Linked DNA regions of Sus scrofa: regions 1 and 2 are each linked to region 3. The links are chromatin contacts, called in public HiChIP or PLAC-seq maps. All regions are on one chromosome and are shown on one strand. The core of a region is the stretch at or near the end of the contact, and the rest is flanking DNA. Distances in the headings are between cores, read along the strand shown.

Region 1 (3,608 bases), core at 877-3,376, 280 kb after region 3:
CTGGTTCCTAGTTGGATTCTTTTCTGCTGCACCACGACTCCATCTTTTCTCCATTCTGAGCAGAGGTTTTACAGGGTTGGCAAGAGATTTTTTTTCTTTTTTCTTTTTTTTTGGCTGCCTCTCGGCATATGGAGTTCCTGGAGGCCAGGGATCAGATTTGAGCAGCAGTTGTGACCTGTGCCGCAGCTTTGGCAACACCAGATCCTTAACCAGCTGTGCCAGAACAGGGATTGAACCTGTGTCTCAGTGCTCCAGAGGCACTCCTGATCCTGATGGGCCACAGCAACACTCAGATTTTATTTCCCTAATAGTTACATTTAAGACATCAGCTGCAGTTGCAATCATCTGAAGGCTTGACTGGGGCTGGGGTACTGATTCTGAGATAGCTCAGTCACATAGCTCTTGGCAGCTGGCCCCAGTTCCTTGCTGGCTATTTATAAGAAGACTCAGTTTCTTATCATGTGACCCTCTCCTTAGGGCTGCTTGAGTGTCCTCAGGGCCAACAGCTGGCTTCTCTCAGAGTGAATTATCTGAGAAAGGAGTAGGCTAGAATGCATTTTATGACTAGTTTTGGAAGTGATAATGACATCACCTCTGCCACATTCTATTTGTTAGATGTGAGTCACAAAGTCCAGCCCACATTCAAAGTTAAGGGAGGAGATTAAGCTCCCCCTCTTAAGGGAGGTGTCAAGTAACCTTCGTATCAAAACCATGCAATACGGAGTTCCCGTTGTGGCGCAGTGGTTAACGAATCCGACTAGGAACCATGAGGTTGCCGGTTCGATCCCTGCCACTTGCTCAGTGGGTTAAGGATCCGGCGTTGCCGTGAGCTGTGGTGTAGTGTAGGTTGCAGACGCGGCTTGGATCCCGCGTTGCTGTGGCTCAGGCGTAGGCCAGTGGCTACAGCTCTGATTAGACCCCTAGCCTGGGAAGGGAGCCAAGGGAGCGGCCCAAGAAATAGCAAAAAGACAAAAAAAAAAACAAAAAAACAAAACCATGCAATACAACAAGTGCCAACAAGCTAGTTGGTGTCATCAATCCAAAAGGCATGAAGTTAGTCCTTGTGCAAGAAAACGAAAGATGCCCTGAAAACGTGCAGCTTTTATTTATGTATTTTTATTTGTATTTTTTTGGCCACGCCTGTAGCATGTGGAAGTTCTCAGGTCAGGGATTGAACCTGCGCCATAGCAGTGACCCGAGCCGCAGCAGTGACAACACCAGATCCTTAACTGCTAGTCCACCAGGGAACTCCCCTGCAGCTTTTATATGAAATGACTTGACTGAGGTTTTTTAAGATGTGACAACAGTCCTAATAATTTCCATGCACCATGCACTCCAGGCACTCTCTATGGACGAGGTTTGAAATACAAATTACACTTTCAGCGATTCTGCACTGTCTTAAATGCTCTGATATTTGCGTGAAAAACTGACATTGTGTAATATAAAGACAAACGCTAAAAGTCATGATCATAATTTAAATTTTTTTCTTTAATTAGAATGACAATAAATAGCAAACAGAAAACAAGTCAGAGGGACTGCACAATAAAGGGGAAAGTTCTATATTTTAGTACATTTAACAGCACTTTCTCCTGCTTTTGACCTGGGGAACCCACGTTGTCATCTTGCACTGGGCCCCCTCAAATTCCGCAGCTCACCCTGTTTGTCAGCTTCATTCCCTCGGTAATTTCTTGTGCTTTATTTTCACATCCTTACAGACATGTTCGTTTTCTACCTAATTTTGCACTCTTTCTCAAAGAGCATCCCCAGAATGTTAAAATCTTCAGGCCCCCACATAAGCCATACCCTCCCAGCATCCACCATATCTTGAGCGATGCAATCACTAATTCCCCCCCCTTACACTTTTTCATGCAGTAAACCTATAGAGCTCTTAGGATCAGTGGTGGGGGGAAATTCCTCACAAGAGAATGTCATTTCAAAAATTAAAGGAAATCGTTGGTACCCGAGTGCAAGCCGGAAACCTGGCCGGGGGAAGTGGGCCAGAAATCGGGGTCCTGGGGAGGGAGCCCGGGAGCATGCGCTCCCGCAAGGCCTGTGCTCTGGCGCGTCCCCTTTAAGGGGCGGGGCCGGGGCGGGGCTGGAGGCCGCCCGCTCTCCCAAGCTGCCCCGCGCGCGCGCGCGCCGGCAGTTCGGCCACGTCCCTGGCCACGTCGCGCCCGCTCTCGCCATCTTTCGCCGCTTCCTCTTCGGGGCTGCTGCAGCTGCCTGAGCCGCCGAGCCTGGGGCCACCGCGCCGACCGCCGTCGCCATGAACATCTTCCGGCTGACCGGGGACCTGTCCCACCTGGCGGCCATCGTCATCCTGCTGCTGAAGATCTGGAAGACGCGCTCCTGCGCGGGTGAGCGGCGGGCGAGGCCCTGGAGAGGCTCGGGCGCGGGGCCGGGTCGCTGGGAGGACCCGGCGACCTCGGCTGTCCCAAGCCCGCGGGCCTGCGCCGACCCGACACACCCCCTCGGCGGGCCTGGCGGGCGACCGGGCCGCGCAGGGTGGGGGGATTCTGCGGCCCCTCGGGGTGGGAGCGCAGGGCCGGGCGAGGTGTGGCGGCGCTGGGCCAGTCTCTGCTCTCGGTCGGCTCCCGAACTTGAACCGTCCGGGAGGGGGAGGCGCCAGGTGGACAGCGCGGGGCCTTGTTCTATCTGAAAAGTTGGGATCGGGGCGGGGGTCCGGCCGGCGCGCCCCCGGCCCTCGGCTTCATTGGGCGCTTCTCCGAGCGCCTAGAACGGGGGTCTCGAGATGCGCGGAGCCGGCGGATCAATGGGACGCGCGGGAGGAGGATGGGCAGGATCTCGGCGGCTGGGCCTGACGTGGCAGCTTCCCCAGCCCGGGAGGTGGAGCGGGCGCGGGGAGAGGTCACCCCGCTCCCCACCCTGCACCCTCGAGGACTGGCCTTTAGGCCAGGGTGTCCGGGCAGGCCTGTCCCTAGTGTCCTGAGTCTGGGCTTCGCCCCAGCTCTCGGGTGCAGGATCGCGCTCGCCACAGGAGGAGGAGGTATGGGGAGGTCTCTAATCGAATTTCTTGGGCAGTTAATGCTGCTTTGAGGAACGAACCAGTTTGTCAAACTCCGAGTGTCTCCCTCTAATAACGGGTTCTCTTAAACCTGCGGCGGGGCGCCGGGTACGGCAGAGGTCTCTGTGGTCTCCTGTAATTCCTCACTCCACGTCACCAGTGAGTTGGCGGCTCCCCCTTGGGGAGTACACATTTCATGCTCACATTGCTGGAAGGCAGTGAGACACTTCTTCCCCGGATAGTAGTGGTGTTTTACCTTCCATTAGCTCCAAAAGCTTAAGAATGGAGAATTTTTAAATAATTTCTTAAAATGCAATGTCTTCCTTAAACATATTTTTGATGCCACGGCCTCAGTATAACAATGTCTGATGAATTAATTAAGTTTTGTAAACAGTAAAAGATGGAATCCCAAGGGACCTGGGTGGCAGAGATAGATACAGTTTACCTACTGGGCTTCTCAACATTTTTCATCTCTAAAGTTACACCCCCCCCCCCATCTTCGACTGCTGTCTTCAGGCCTCACCTATCTCCCTGGAATATAGCTGAGATCCAGGAAGTAAGCAAAACCAAAAAAGACCTTTGA
Region 2 (3,462 bases), core at 781-3,280, 300 kb after region 3:
CCAAACAAACAAACAAACAAACAAAAAACCCAGGATATATGTGATCACAATCTTTTCTTTTCATTTTATGGCTTCACCTGCAGTATATGGACCCCTGGGCCAGGGGTCACATTGGAGCTGCAGCTGCAGGCTGTGCCATAGCCACAGCAATACCAGGTCCTCAACTGAGGGAGGCCAGGGATCTCAGCAACATCCTCACAGAGGCCTCTGCAAAGAGCTGGAGACTATGCACAAAGTGCAGCCCTGCAAGACCCTAAGCTGATGGGCCTGGGCTGATGGTTCAACAAGGTCACTCTAGCTGTTGCAGGGACAATGCACCATAGTGGGTAGTGGGAGGCAGAGCAGTGGGGAGGCCGGGCCAGGCACATCATGGAAGGGGGCTCGGACAAGGGTGGAGGGAAGTGAAGAGGCTGAGCAGTGGTCAGAACCTCTGCACTGTGGAAACGCCTGCCTGGGAGGAAGGGGTGGGCAGATCGGGCTACTCTCCACTCCTCAGCCCTGAGCTGCATGTGGCTCTGTAGCCAAAATGCAGCCTCTGTACACCGACACCAGTGAAATCTCAGAGACAAGGGTTTTGGGTGAAGCAGAAAGAACAGCATTATTGCTTTGCCAGGTAAAGGAGGATACAGCAGGCTAATGCCTCAAAACTGTGCCCTGCCTTGGGAGGGGATAGCAGGAGATTTTATAGGTTTATCTCAGAAGATAGGGTTATTGATTAAGGTGACTGTATTATTCTCCCTCCACAAATCATTTCAGAGTCGTGAAGTCCAGCGTCAGCCAGTCCCGTGATGCTTTCTGGTTGTCTTCGGAGTTATCGTTCCTTGACCTTTTCTCTGGAAAGAAAATTGCCTACAGGAAGGGATGTTAGGGCGTGTTTCAATTACAAAATAAATTGCTGGGGCGGAGGGGCGGAGTTCCTGTTGTGGCACAGCAGAAACTAATCCGACTAGGAACCATGAGGTTTCGGGTTCAATCCCTGGCCTCGCTCAGTGGGTTAAGGATCCTGCGTTGCGGTGAGCTGTGGTGTAGTTCGAAGATCTGGTGTTGCTGTGGCTTAAGCCACAAGCCGGCAGCTGTAGCTCTGATTAGACCCCTAGCCTGGGAACCTCCATATGCTGCGGATGCGGCCCTCAAAAGCAAAAATAAAACACTAGGGGCAATATAATTGAAGCAGAAATTAACCTATAGTAAAAGAAAGCAATTAAGCAAGGAAGAGATCATTTGTGAAAAGCTGGAGTCTAGGTACAATATAAAGTTAGTGAGCCAAGGCAGAGCGTGTAACATCGTGTCTCCATGTTGCTACAACGCTCATGTTTTTACTAATCATTAACTTTTTTTTTTTTACATAGAGTGTGGTTTTATTTTTTTATTTGCTTTTTAGGGCAGCACCTGCAGTATGTGGAAGTTCCCAGGCTTGGGGTCGAACTGGAGCTGCAACTGCCCGCCTCTGCCATAGCCACAGCAACGAGGCTCTGACCGGGTCCGCGACCCATATAGCACAGCTCACTTGCGACACCTGATCCTTAACCCACTGAGCGAGGCCAGGGATGCAGCCGGCATCCTCAAGGATGCTAATCAGGTTAGTTACCTCGGAGCCACAACAGGAACTCCCTAATCATTAACTCTTGAGTGTTCGAGACTGAGGGGAGGCCTGGGAGGCTAAAGGAAAAGACTTTTACTGCAAAACACAAGGACTTAGGGTCTGGTACACGGTTTCAGCTTCAGGCCCAGAACCAGGGAAGGGTCCCAAGTCCGCACTCCAGACGGTGGAAGGCAGACGGAGCAAGTGCATCACAGACATGCAGCCCCACAGACCTGGGTGTGAGCTGCAAATCTGCCACTAACTGCCTCTGGGCTGGCGACGCCCTCGGGCCAGGAAGAGTCCTTCTCTCCAAATGAAAACAGCTGAACCGATTTCACAGGTGAGAAGACGAAGGTCTCCAGCATTTTCCGGCCCAGCGTCTTCTGCGCAGGCGCAGAGTCCCTGCGGCGGCCCCGTGGGGCTCAGTGCGCGTGCGCTGAGTCGGGCGCCTGCGCGGAGTCCCGGTCCGGCGCCGGCGGAGACGCGAGGTCCCGGGGCTCTCGGTGGCTGCAGGCGCGCGGCGGGCTGGCGCGGGGCCGGGCGGCGGGACCCTCGCCATGCCGGGAATGGTGCTGTTCGGCCGGCGCTGGGCCATCGCCAGCGACGACTTGGTCTTCCCGGGGGTCTTCGAGCTGTTCCTGCGAGTGCTGTGGTGAGGACGGGGTGCGGTGCGCGGCCGGGGCGCCGGAGGGAGGGGGCCGAGCAGCCGAGGGCAGTGTCAGTGTCCCCGGACTGCGGGCCGGAGCCGGCCCTGCTGTCTCGCAGGTGGTCGTCTCCACTGTCCGAGGAGCGGGGTGCCATTCCTCTGCCCATTCATAGATGGCACCCTGAGGCCCAGAGCGGGTGGGCCGTGCGCGGGGTCACCAGGGTGGACCCGCCACCGGTTTGTCCGCGCTGCAGGGCCCCGCACGCCCACCCCCCAGCCCCTGCGTGCGGACCTGGGATCGCCCTCGAGCTGGGAGCAGCCGCCTGCTTCACTCCCGCGTGGTGCGTGGACCCGCACAGCCTCTTGTATCTGCCAAATGCAAGATTGGCAGTAACACCCTTCGTGCGGTTCTTAAGCCAGTTGCAGCTGATTGTGGCTGAATTCCATGATGGGCATACAGACCTAGCATTTTACATTGTAGTCTTTCAAAGTGTGGAATCCGTGAGAAGTAGAATCAGGTGCCCGAAGTCTGTCCCCAGAAGGTCTGAGCAAAGAGTAATAATGTTTAACTATTAATATTAAAAAAAAAGTAGATTTTGGAGGGGAAAAGAATATATAAAAACATGAAATGTTATGAGCTGCTTCTCAGTTGTTTCATGGCTTTCAGAGCCAAGTCTTTCCAGATCATTTCCTGTTATTATTTCTAGACGCAGTCATCATCCCCCCCAAATGACAAAAGCATAGGAAGTTACCCCATGAGTTCCTGCTGTGGCTCAGTGGGTTAAGAACCCAACTAGTATCCCTGAGGATTCGGGTTCGATCCCTGGCCTCAGTCAGTGGGTTAAGGATCTGATCTTGGGCAAGCTGTGGTGTAGGCCAGCGGCTGTAGCTGATTCAGCCCCTAGCCTGGTAACTTCCATATGCTGCAGGTATGGCCCCCTCCCCCCCAAAAGTTACCCTAATCCACTTCCCCTTCTGGCCAGTTTCTTAATATGGTGACCTTGCCCAATGGTGCTGTGCCTGCTGCTGAAATTATTCTTGTGAAAAGTCACTGTTGCATTGCTGGTGCTGTGTTTCATCGTTCGCACTGAGTTACAAAATATACTTAAATGGGTCCACAGTCCTTGTCCTTTCAAGTTTATCAGTATTCACCGCAGAACTTCTTTCCATAGCTGGGTTCCCATCCTCTTGTTTTGCACCACACACCACAGATTGCCATGTGTTTGTCAGTGTC
Region 3 (3,441 bases), core at 630-3,129:
CTTTCTAAACCTCCTAAAATGCATTACAAAACAAAGTGGGGTAATAAATACACAGACAGGAAAACTCACCTGGGGTTCATTCATTTTCTGCTGCTCTTGGTAAAGCATAAGCTATCAAGTGGACCTAGAGAAAAGGAAGTAAGTGACTGTAATTATGAGTGACCTGGCCTGACTAAGCAGTAACTTCCTACAAGAAAACCACCCAAGAAAGCTCAATAAAATGACACCCTATGAATATGAACAGAGGCCAAAAGGGTCACACAGGAGAAATACACAACACAATCAGGTCACTGACATTACTGAATACAAACGATGACTCCATTAAATAGAAAGCGCCCCCCCCCCAAAAAAAATCCCCCTGTAACACTGCTTAACTATTTCCTTACTGCTTCTTTAAATTGCTTAAAATCAAGGAGTTCGCTGGTGCCCTAATGGTTAAAGATCTGGTGTTGTCACTGCTGTGGCTCCAGTCACTGCTGTGGTGTGGGTTCAAGCCCTGACCCTGGAACTTCTGCATGCCCTCGGCACAAGAACCTAAAAAATAAAAATAAAAAATAAAAAATAAAAAAAAATCGCTTAGGGGAGTTCCCGTCGTGGCGCAGTGGTTAACGAATCCGACTAAGAACCATGAGGTTGCAGGTTCGGTCCCTGGCCTTGCTCACTGGGTTAGGGATCCGGCGTTGCCGTGAGCTGTGGTGTAGGTTGCAGACGCGGCTCGGATCCCACGTTGCTGTGGCTCTGGCGTAGTCAGGTGGCTACATCTCCGATTGGACCCCTAGCCTGGGAACCTCCATATGCCGCAGGAGCGGCCCAAGAAATGGCCAAAAAAAAAAAAAAAAAAAAAAAAAATCGGTTAAAATCAAAGATTCCACAGGAACAGAGAATGTGAGCTCTCAAAAGTGGGATAACTGTGCATCAAAGCACAGTATTGTTGTGTACATTATCTGACTGAACTTGGCTACCTTGGCACTTTAAAAGTTTTTAATTAAGAAAACTCTAATACAGTGGACAGAACACTGGCCTGGAAGTTTGAGTCCTGTTACCAATCCCACCTACAGACCCGGTGACCTGGCACAAGAATCTCCCTTCTCATGCCCAATCTCCTCCACCCTCAACCGAGGAGGCAGGACAGATGCCTCGCAGACTCATCCTGCACCCCACTGTGTGGTTCTACAGGGCAGAACCCAGGGGAGTCAGCGGACACTTAGGTTACAGAACCAAGATGCTGATGGGCCTTTAGAGACCCGGCGGAATCCCGAGAGGACGGGAGGAGGAGGGGTGTGTAGCCCCCAATCCCCCAGGACACCCAGAACTCCCAAGTCCTAAGGGAGCGCCCATCTGGGACAGCCGCCCCCTCCATCTCCGGGTAGCGGTCAAACTCTCCCGCTCGCTCTCTTGGGTGGCCCGGGGAGAGCGCCCCTCAACCCCGCTTTGGCGTCAGGGTCGACCAATGCCCGGAGGCCCCCAGACGCAAGACTTACCCCCTGGGACTCGCTGACCCGCCCCGAGCTCCCGAGGCTCCGGGCCAGGGGCTGCCCCTCCGGCGAGCTCCTTTCCCTGGGTTCCTCCTCTCCGCCTCTGGAGGCCGCTGGGCCCGAAGGGCCGGTTCTGGGCCTACAACACAGGCTCCCTTCAGGCGAACTCCCTCCCGGAGCCCAAATCGGCCTTCGGGGGCCTCAGTGTGCCGCGTGCTGAAGCCGGTCGGCCCGGGCTCCGCCGCCCCTGCACCGCCGCCCTCCAGACTCCTCCGGCCCAGGCCGCAGGCCGGGAATCCTCGCCCGCCAGAGGCCAGAGACTGGGAACGAGGGACAGCTGTGACCTGGGCACCGACAGGAAGCGACTGCGGCGCGGCGCGGCGCGGCGCGGCGCTGGTGCGCGTGCGCGAACACGCACCCAGGGCGAGGCGCACAAACACAGCAGGGCGCCGGAAGTCCGCCTGGCAGGGCCCGCAGCGGGGAGCCAGACAAGCTCCAGGACTCTATTGCCCATAAGTCTCCGCTCCGTCAAGATAGGGAACGTCGTAAATGTCTTCACCTCAACTGGAGGTTAAGCGATGCTGTGCTGAGAGCATTGGCCTCCCGGACCAGGGAATCAGGGTCCCTTTAATTTAAGGGAACGTCTGTAATGTCACCTCTTCTCTAGGTGTCTTGCCTGATTGGGACCTGGTGCCCTAATCTTTTCCATACCTTGAGTATTTAAGGCTTAAAATCAGTAGCTACATACAAATATGATAAATAAAGGAAAAAGGGGCGTTCCCGTGGTGGCTCAGTGGTTAACGAATCCGACTAGGAACCATGAGGTTGAGGGTTCGATCCCTGGCCTTGCTCAGTGGGTTGAGGATCCGGCATTGCCGTGAGCTGTGGTGTAGGTTGCAGACGCGGCTCGGATCCCACATTGCTGTGGCTGCGGTGTAGGCCGGCGGCTACAGCTCTGATTGGACCCCTAGCCTGGGAACCTCAGTATGCCCCGCGAGGTGCCCAAGGAAAAACAAAAACAGTAATTCTTGTGTTGTTGTTGTTGTTGTTGTTGCTATTTCCGCTCAGGCATGTGAGTTCCAGGCTAGGTTGAATCGGAGCTGTAGCCACCGCCTACACCACAGCCACAGCAACGCGGGATCCCAGCCGAGTCTGCAACCTACACCACAGCTCGTGGCAACGAGCTAACCCACTGAGCAAGGGCAGGAACCGAACCCGCAACCTCATGGTTCCTAGTCGGATTCGTTAACCACTGCGCCACGACGGAATTCCCAAAACAGTAATTCTGTGTGTTCTTTTGTGCATGTGTGTTCACTTGCCAGGGATCAGTTCCAGGAAAGTACATCTCAGTTAGTTGTAACTGAGCAGGATCCTGTGTGGTCTTTCCTCAACAGCCCCTCTTCCCCACCCCACCCCACCCCACCCCAATGTCCTCTGCCTGCTTTGTAGTTGTTTGTAGAAAATCTTTAGCCTCCTTGGCCTTCCCCAAGTTGCAAAGAATAATTTTAAACCAAGAAGTGAGAAAATGCAAAAACAAAGGAAAACAGTCGTGTAAGACAAAATAATAATACTTTAGCCATTAAACAAAGTCAAGGACTTTATTTCCGCCTCAAAGGCTGTAGATAATATTCTGAGCCATATCATTTGAGCTATTTTGCAGATACTGAAGTCCCCACCAGGTGGAAGAAGCCAACTGTATGCTGCCCATAAGCATGTAAACCCCAGACCAAGTGGAATCAGAAAGGTGTTGATGTTGACTTCCAGTTACCTCACCACCAACCAGTCAGAAGAATGTCCGTGGGCTGATCATGCACCCCCCACAACACTCTCCTCAGCATGTAGCCCCTTCCTCTGTTTCCTACGTAATTTCTTAACAAAACCTGGGGAGGGGGGAGTTGGTTCTTTGGGACATGAGTCAACCTTCTCCCCAGGATTGCCAGCTTCTGCAATAAAGCTCTTTCCTTTT

What was found. HiChIP or PLAC-seq counts read pairs in DNA pulled down with a chosen protein or histone mark.
Region 1: a contact with region 3 is called in an H3K27ac HiChIP or PLAC-seq map of alveolar macrophages. The contact joins the promoter of KDELR2 here to the promoter of RBAK in region 3. A contact is called at or near these places in 1 of 5 promoter capture datasets (liver) and 1 of 2 datasets of contacts at active chromatin or transcription factors (alveolar macrophages).
Region 2: an H3K27ac HiChIP or PLAC-seq map of alveolar macrophages shows a contact between it and region 3. The contact joins the promoter of DAGLB here to the promoter of RBAK in region 3. A contact is called at or near these places in 1 of 5 promoter capture datasets (liver) and 1 of 2 datasets of contacts at active chromatin or transcription factors (alveolar macrophages).

The regions. Positions count from the first base shown.
Region 1 is chr3:4,714,525-4,718,132 of Sscrofa11.1, forward strand. KDELR2 (ER lumen protein-retaining receptor 2) reads left to right here and starts at 2,127. Exons shown (of 5, transcript XM_021086076.1): 1 at 2,127-2,357. The coding sequence starts at 2,267.
Region 2 is chr3:4,739,852-4,743,313 of Sscrofa11.1, forward strand. DAGLB (sn1-specific diacylglycerol lipase beta) reads left to right here and starts at 2,031. Exons shown (of 16, transcript XM_021086077.1): 1 at 2,031-2,234. The coding sequence starts at 2,140.
Region 3 is chr3:4,438,064-4,441,504 of Sscrofa11.1, forward strand. RBAK (RB-associated KRAB zinc finger protein) reads right to left here and starts at 1,880. Exons shown (of 5, transcript XM_021086052.1): 1 at 1,482-1,880; 2 at 70-124. The coding sequence starts at 108.